2 separate regions of the Triticum aestivum genome follow, and region 1 is linked to region 2. Evidence: chromatin contacts called from public Hi-C data. All regions are on one chromosome and are shown on one strand. The core of a region is the stretch at or near the end of the contact, and the rest is flanking DNA. Distances in the headings are between cores, read along the strand shown. Region 1 holds the start of LOC123162120 (cyclin-dependent kinase inhibitor 1). Region 2 holds the start of LOC123157389.

The links. A called contact is a pair of places that touch in the nucleus more often than the background predicts.
Region 1: a Hi-C map of leaf shows a contact between it and region 2, with 4 times the contacts expected there. The contact joins the promoter of LOC123162120 here to the promoter of LOC123157389 in region 2. A contact is called at or near these places in 2 of 5 Hi-C or Micro-C datasets (both in leaf).

Annotation. Positions count from the first base shown.
Region 1 is chr7B:89,453,734-89,457,550 of IWGSC CS RefSeq v2.1, forward strand. It overlaps LOC123162120 (cyclin-dependent kinase inhibitor 1), which reads right to left and starts at 2,024. Exons shown (of 4, transcript XM_044579916.1): 1 at 1,502-2,024; 2 at 1,337-1,398; 3 at 970-1,200; 4 at 466-845. The coding sequence starts at 1,948. The coding sequence ends at 770.
Region 2 is chr7B:89,316,729-89,320,676 of IWGSC CS RefSeq v2.1, forward strand. LOC123157389 reads right to left here and starts at 2,659. Exons shown (of 7, transcript XM_044575666.1): 1 at 2,274-2,659; 2 at 990-1,047; 3 at 1-80. The coding sequence starts at 2,452.

The sequences.
Region 1 (3,817 bases), core at 774-3,273, 140 kb after region 2:
CCTCCCTCCCCCCGCCCATCTCCACCACCCCCTGCCTGCCCTATCCCAGACCCGTCCTGCCATCCGCGCATGTGCGTGCCCAAGCACCAGATCCCAAATCATTTCGCCGTAATTACACTTGTTTAGCTGCCGGCCTCACCTAACCTCCTCTTCACGGCACGCCATGGACGGACAGACAAAGCTTCCTCTCTCTCTCTTTCTCCCTTCCCTACAGGACGGAGCGCTGTTTCGCCGCAATGAGAGGATGAACGGGAGAAAGATCGCCGGAGACGGGGAAGAAGACAAGCGTGACTGTACGAAGAACAAAATACTGCGAGAGAAGCGGAAGCTGCAGTAGCAGAAGGTGGCCGGCGGGGGTTCGCTGTTGCAGGTAGGCCTGCAGCACAGCAGCGCAGAGCTGCCGGCCGCTGCTGCGCATTCAATGCCGCCCGCAAGATACGTACCAACTGGAAACGGAAACAGGAGTTACACAACGGCCAAGCCTATTTTCGATCGCCGTGGCCTAGTGAAAGGTAAAAAGAAACAGAAGAAGTTAAAAACCGAATCAAATTTGAACAAGTTGGATCGGGAGGAATAGGACTAGTGCATGCCTAGCTATAGGCCTGCTGTGCATGGGATTATTCTGTTCTTTTTTACTCCTCTTTCTCTTTACTGTTTTCCTTTGGGGGTTGGATCAGCGTCTCTTTTCACTCCCAGCAGGCCTTCCCTTTCTACGCGAGCCGCCGCCACGCTTCCCGTCAATTGCATCATGCTCTGCTCAGGGCGGGCCTCAGACGGTGGCCACTGGCGTCCACTCGAACCGGCCGGCGTTGAGCGGCACGCCGCGCGCGACGTCGAAGTTGTACCTGCGATGAGGCAGCGGCAGCACAATGCTTAGGCACGGGGGCGTCTGTGACGACGATCGAGCGACTGCCAAGACGGGAGTATGTACGTGCGTGCGGATGCGCTCAATTGTAAATTTCCACTTACTTGGCGGCGAAGCGTTCGGCCTGGGCCTTCTCGGCGGCGGCGAAGAACTCGTCGATCTCTGCCGCCGGTGGCATCCTTGCTCTCGCCTCCGAGTCTAAGTGGAATGGCGCTGCTGTCGCCGTCATTGCTGCCGGACACCTCCTGCGTTTGTGCTTCTGCTCGTCCGCCGCCTGGCTCGACTCCAGGTCGCTCAAATCTACCGGCGAACGGCTCGACGGCGTCGCCTCCCTCCTGGATTAGTACAATCCAACAGGTCAAATTCAGAAGCAAAGCCAGGCCCCTCAACTCAAGATCACCTTGTAGAGTAGAAAACAATGGATAATTCAGCAGAATTCCCGTCGGTATATATCGAGAGAGGAGGACTCACCTGTCCCGGTCGCCGCACTCAGAGTCGCTGACGGAGCTCTCCACGTCGCGACTCTCGCACGCCTGCAGGACAAGACATAGGAACCAAACCTCCTAATTCAGCAGCAGAAACGGCCCGATCGACAGCTCGAAGTAGCGGAGAATTCTAGGGCAGTGGACCACTCACCTCTGCTTCGTCGCCGCTCCTCTCTCTAGCCGCCACGTCTGCTGCCGTGGACGCGGTGCTCGAGCAGCGCGAGACCCCGGCGACGACCCCCGCCTCCACGGAAGGCCCGGAATCCGCCAGCCTCGCCGTCGAAGCCTCCTCGTCCGCCCCCTGTCCCCGGAGCCGATCCACCACCGCGGAAGCAGGCATGAACAGCCTCCTGCTCCGGAGATGCAGGTAGCACCCGCCGGCCGCGTCGCCGCCGTCACGGCCCAGCAACGCATCGTCCACCGCGCGCGCTGCCGTGGACGTCGTCGCCTGCTGCTTCCTCCTCTTAGCGTCGAAGGCGGCCGCGCGGGACCGCGTGCGGACGCCGAGGGCCACCGGCGCGCGGTGCTCCACGACGGCCGGCGCCGCCCTGCCGCCGCCCGCGGCCGCGCCCCTGCACTTCCGCATGTACTTCCCCATCCGCGAACGGACGAAAAGAAACAACCCGTCGCTTTGGCCGTTTGCCTCCGCAGGCTTCCGAGAGGGAGAGAGAGCTCCAGCAAATTCGCTCCTCCGGCGTACAAATACCCGGTCCGGTGGGGCCGACCGGATTCGGATCGGACGGCCGAGCGCTCGCTCGGGGGAATTGACGGCGCCGTGACCTGGATCTGGACGGGACGGCGCAGCCGGGCGGCCTGAGGTGACGGTGACGCGGACGGAACGTGATACGGTACTGCTGCTGTAACGGCGCACTACACGGAGTAGTACCCGGGTAGTACCAGCGAGGGGATCGATCGGACGGTTGGGGTTCGGATTTTGAATTTAAAAACTTGGCCCCTCGCGAGGATGGGCTTGTGGCGTGACGGGTGCCGGGCTTAATTGTGCGAGTTTAATGCTGCACCGTTGCAACGTGACGCGCCGGACGGGGGTTACTGGTTACACTCCGAGGCGCACGGCGCATGCATGCGTGGATCACGTTGGTACATTTTCTTGAGATCGGGCTTGCTGAATGCTTCACTGAATGTTCTTTTCTTTCTTCGAAATTCACCACCCTCCCTCTATTTATTCGAAGTAGGCAGGGATCTCTGCCGAAATAATGTGCACAATACAATCCGGAGGTTGTTGCAGGTCCTTCACTGAATGTTCTTATTTAAAAAAAACTGAACATTTTTACTATGCAGTGAACTTTTTTCAAAAAATAACCAGCGAATAAACTTCGTCTTCATGTAACACTGTAAGCTTTTTCGAAAGAAGAAAACACCCACACGATAAGTTGCAAGTGTCGTTTGCGGGTCTCTAGATCACAGTGGGCTTCATCTAGTTTGGTTGAGAAGGCGCGGTGGATCCCAACCCCTTGCCAACGGAATGGCTCATGCTTCATGTTTAGGTGTTTCTTTAGTCTGTTTAGGTTTGATCCTGTTCAAGAGGGCGAGGTGGCGGCGGCTCCCTACAAATAGAATAAAGGTTCTCCTCGCTTAGCCTCCGTCCTGGAGGTGCATCTCACTTCGTCGGAGAGCGTGTGGAGGCCTCTTTCCGATGTATCTCGTACGGTTCGCTTTGAAGGTTAGGTTTGCGGAAAACACTATGTTACAGTTTTGTTGTAGAAAACACCATAGTAATGGTTTTGCAAAAACCACTGATCGGTGGTTATGGCACCGTTAAGTGAGATTATGACATATGGGGCTCCCCAGGATGACGTGACACTAATTTCTCACGCCGTTACATTAAATCGTTTTGCTGGACATGGAGCCCACTTGTCTGTGTAACACTCCTCTCTCCCCTTTAAAAAAACTCATTTCTTCACCATTTCATCGAGCACTTTGCGTGCAGCACACAGACGGCGGACACTAGTGAAAAAACTGCTAGCCATAACTTTCATTGGTGACGCGCCATTTACAACCAACGTCAGCACTATTTTTTTTTCAAATAGTGGTGGCGTTGACTTATTTGGTACGCCATTAGTAGGGGCATAGTGGTGGCATTGGAAAACGGGGTAACATCAGAAGTATATGAGATCAACAATTTGTACCAGGCGTAATATAGTGTTGTCGTGGAATAGTATGGAACGCCAACACTATTATGTTTAGTTGTGGCGTACTGTTGGTTCCGATGCCAGTATTGTTATTTTGTCAATGCCAACATTCTTATATTATTATTTTTATGGTATATTGTTGTTTGGGACTTCAAATATGTAGTTTGGCCTTATAATATTGTAGTTTACTTTTATTAAATTTCTACTATTTTAAATAAAAATAATGACATTTTTTAAAATATGTAAGTACTTTGAGACACTTTAAATTTACTTTTTTTCTTTTTAGTTTAAGACTTGAAATATATAGTTTTGAGCCT
Region 2 (3,948 bases), core at 1,409-3,908:
TGAATAACCTTGTACATGCATCCCTTTGAGCCACCAGAAAAAGAAGCAAACACAGTTGGCAATGGCTTTACTTTCAATTCCTGAAACACCAGCATTTCACATAGTTAAAAACAAAAAATTGTAAAAATAATTAACTGCAACCAAGTGGAAAGATAGTAAACAGAAGTCCCATTCCACGAGAGCTTATATTCATTCTTCTAAACAATACAGAAAGTTTATAATGTGTCAACATGCAAATATTTCAGACTCTAAATCAGCAAGAAGATTATGTAGAGGTTGCCGCTTGGACACAAAGTATAAAATAAATGGAAAGGGGTGAAGGGTCAAACTCTAACTTCATGCGTTCTGCCAGGGGTTCTTACATCTATACATTTTTTGTATATAAATCATTTGGATGATTAAGGAGCAAAAAGAGAAAGTCACATGTGTATCACTCCCTCCTTCTCAAAATGTTGGGCGTATTAGGTATTAGCACGAAAATTAACCCATTGATTCTTACGTGAGCCATCGCACAGAGGTAACTGAAAGAAAACGGTGGAGCATGCACGATCTCCTTTGTCCCACTCTTTGTTGACCGATCCAATCTCAAACGATGAAAGGTAACCGCACTAGATGCTCGTACGTGCTTTCTTTTTTTTCCACAAAAGTAGCTAATCGTTGGTGAGGCTGTAACTGTGCGTCCTATATTATGGAATTGCATGCAGAATTTAATACGCCCAAGATTTTGGGAAGCAGGGAGTACAAAATAGTGTCAGTGCTGGAGTAGGCTAAATACAATATGATCATTGACTAAAACAACAAGGAACAAAGTTACTTACTCCCTCCGACCGGAAATACTTGTCGAAGAAATGGATGTATATATACATTTCTCCGACAAGTATTTCCGGGCGGAGGGAGTATTATTTTCTTCATTTGAACAATAGAGTTGTTAATGCTTACTATACAACATGGTATTTGTGGAGTACAACAACCAAGAAAAAAAGATGTACCTTTGCCAGCTCACTAATAACACCACATGCCAATGTTGCTGCTTTCTCAGAGAGATACCTGGAAGAAGAAAAGAATCAGTATAGTGCCATTAGGTGTAAATAGGAACCTAAGGGTGCAGACTGCAGAAGACCCCATATGCAAGTTTACACCATAGCCCTTCAAGTATAAGATAAGTAGATAACTGAAGCACGATGCAAGGAACTCCATTGCTAGTGACCTAGTGTTACAATGGTACTCACTCAAGTGTCATTTTAGGTGAAATACCCTGCTGAATGAAGCCTATAGCTCTACCAGCAACAGATGATGCTGATGAAGACCCTCTACCTCCAGCAACATCTGATTTGATGCACTTAATTTGCTAATGCTATTCAATAAAATTACTCTGAGGTCTCTGCACAAACTACATAAATGACTACCAAGCTTGCAGATGCACAAACTGTGTTCAGGCAACAAAACTCTGGATGGATGTACCAAACATTCTTAACATATTGAAGCAATCCATATGTTATTTTAGCTCCTTTTGCTAGTTCAACATACTAGTAGTTTCAGAAGGTTCAATATTCTTGTGTTTCATTTTACTTACTACTAAAATTGATACCTTCAATTTTTCGCATCCTCAATTGCACAAAAATCCAAGTACCACAATGCAAAACCTTCCATTATCCTCCAATAAATATAGCTTTACCAAATCTCAAAGCCTAACCAAACCCCAAACACACAAGATCGCTAAGACGCTAACCGCTCGCATGCTGCAGGTACGTAGGTATATTTACCAAAAAGCGCACAAAGCGACAAGATAAACCATGCAAAATATAGAAGAGTATAAATTGCACAGTTACAGAGATTCTCAAACTAAGAGAACTAGTAACATGCAGTGATGAATCGAGTGACCGATCGAACACTGCCCATCAACTAATCGAACTCCAGAGAAATTTTCATAACAAGCTAAACCTGAAGGATAAAGCCTCGTCCCCAATGATTCGGGTAGACACAAAATGAGCGACCAATCTCAAATCAAGCCTAACCGCAGCTACGAAATCAATGACCAATCCCAGAATCTCTAAAATTAAACCTAACCGCAGCTACAGCATCAGTGACCAATCTCAGAATCTCTAAAATTAAACTTAACCGCAGCTATGATTCCACTCCATGAGGCCGCAGAGCTACAGGCGGCCACTTCTACGAGCCCAGACGAGCAACAGATCTCCCGAATCAAGCAGCTAGCACAAGCGACAAGTAGCAGGGAGCGAGAGCGGGAGGATGGGGGAAGCAGCGCCACTCACAGCGATACGAGGTCGGGGTGGCAGACGAGGCAGCGCCAGCCGAGCGAGGCGTAGAGCTCGACGAACGGCCGCAGCTGCGCCTCGTCGCTCCACACCCACGCGAACACGACCACGACGCCCCTCGCCCCCGACGGCGGCGCTGGCGCCCAGTAGAAGCGGCCGCCGCAGCCGGGCCACATGGCCACCAGCCGCCGCGCCTCCCGCCCTACCTCGCCGGACGGACCTAGGCGGCGAATCGAGGCGGCGGCAGGTGGGGGAGGGAGGGTTTGCGCTGCTGTCTCGCTCGGAAGGGGGACTAGCGGAGACGGGACGGGAAGAGAAGATGGAGATGGAGATGGAGATCGGAAGGGAGGAGATGGGTCGCTTTGGCGTTTGGTTCGTCGCGGATTTGTTTATTTCTTTCTTTTTTGCGTTTCCGTGAACTTCTGCGCCTCCTTTTTTGCGGTTTCTGCACGAGTACGGGATTGGGTTTCTCGTCAGCGGGTTTGTTAAAGAAATGATTTTCGTGGTGATGGGTCAAAGCTATCCTACGCGGCTCGTATGATAAAGATGAGGAATGCGTACGTACCCCGTGCACGTATAGAAATACAATTCAATAATGTTTCATGTAGGAAGGCCTGTTGATTCTAAAAAAAAAAGTAAATAGTAGGGGGGCCTGTTTGAATGGAACCATGGGGGCTATATTTTCGGAGATTTTTCGTATCTAGCTTTTCCTTTGAAGATACTAGCACATATGTCTGTGCGTTGCAACGAAAGAAAATGATGAACACGAACATGAATCGATCAACCACATGCCTTGCATGAGCCAAGGCCACTAACCATCCTCGACTTTGATGGCGTGAAACTTACAGTTTTTATTATTCAAAAACTTACAGTTACTCTATTATGTGTAACCAACAGGCTACTCACATAACATGAAAAGAACAAATTTTGAGTCAAATTAAGGGCTGATCATCTAGGCATGGATGAGAACCCAGGTAAATATTCTTGTCTAATTGGTAGAGGATCTGCTTGTAGTTGAAGAAAATGGGCGAGTGGGCCCTGGAGGTGCCGATGATCAGGGACGGAGCCACGAAGCATACTAAAGAGGGACCAATGGAAAAGATAAAATGTTAAGAGGGACAAACATACAAATTTAGAACACTTTAAGCTAACAATCTAAGGGTCTCTTTGATTCAAAGGATTTCCGTAGGATCTTTGAAGGATTAGAATCTTTAGGAATTTTTCCTACGTCGATCGTTTGATTCGTAGGATTGAGTCCTGTAGGATTTTTTTCCTAAGGATTCATTTGTACTACATTTCACAGGAATTCTAACATCCACTCCAACCTCTTGGAAGAAATCCTTTGTTTTTCCCATGGAACAATCAAACAAACTCAAATCCTATAGGGATCCGCTGGACATGCCATTCCAATCCTACGTGTTTCCTATTCCTGTGTTTTTGCAGTCCTATGAATCAAAGAGGCCCTAAGGTTGTTTCAGAAAATAGATTGCCATGTGGCAGCCATGGCCCTAGCTCGCCCCCACTGGCTTCGTCACTGCCAATGATCCGCTCGTACGTGGCCTTCCGTAAGTCGGTGTGGCCCGTCCTTTGAGGCAGGACGCTATAACTAATCCACACAGCCACTCCTGGTTCACCGCCGCTTCTACTTTGCTCGTCGACGCAACGCTCGACC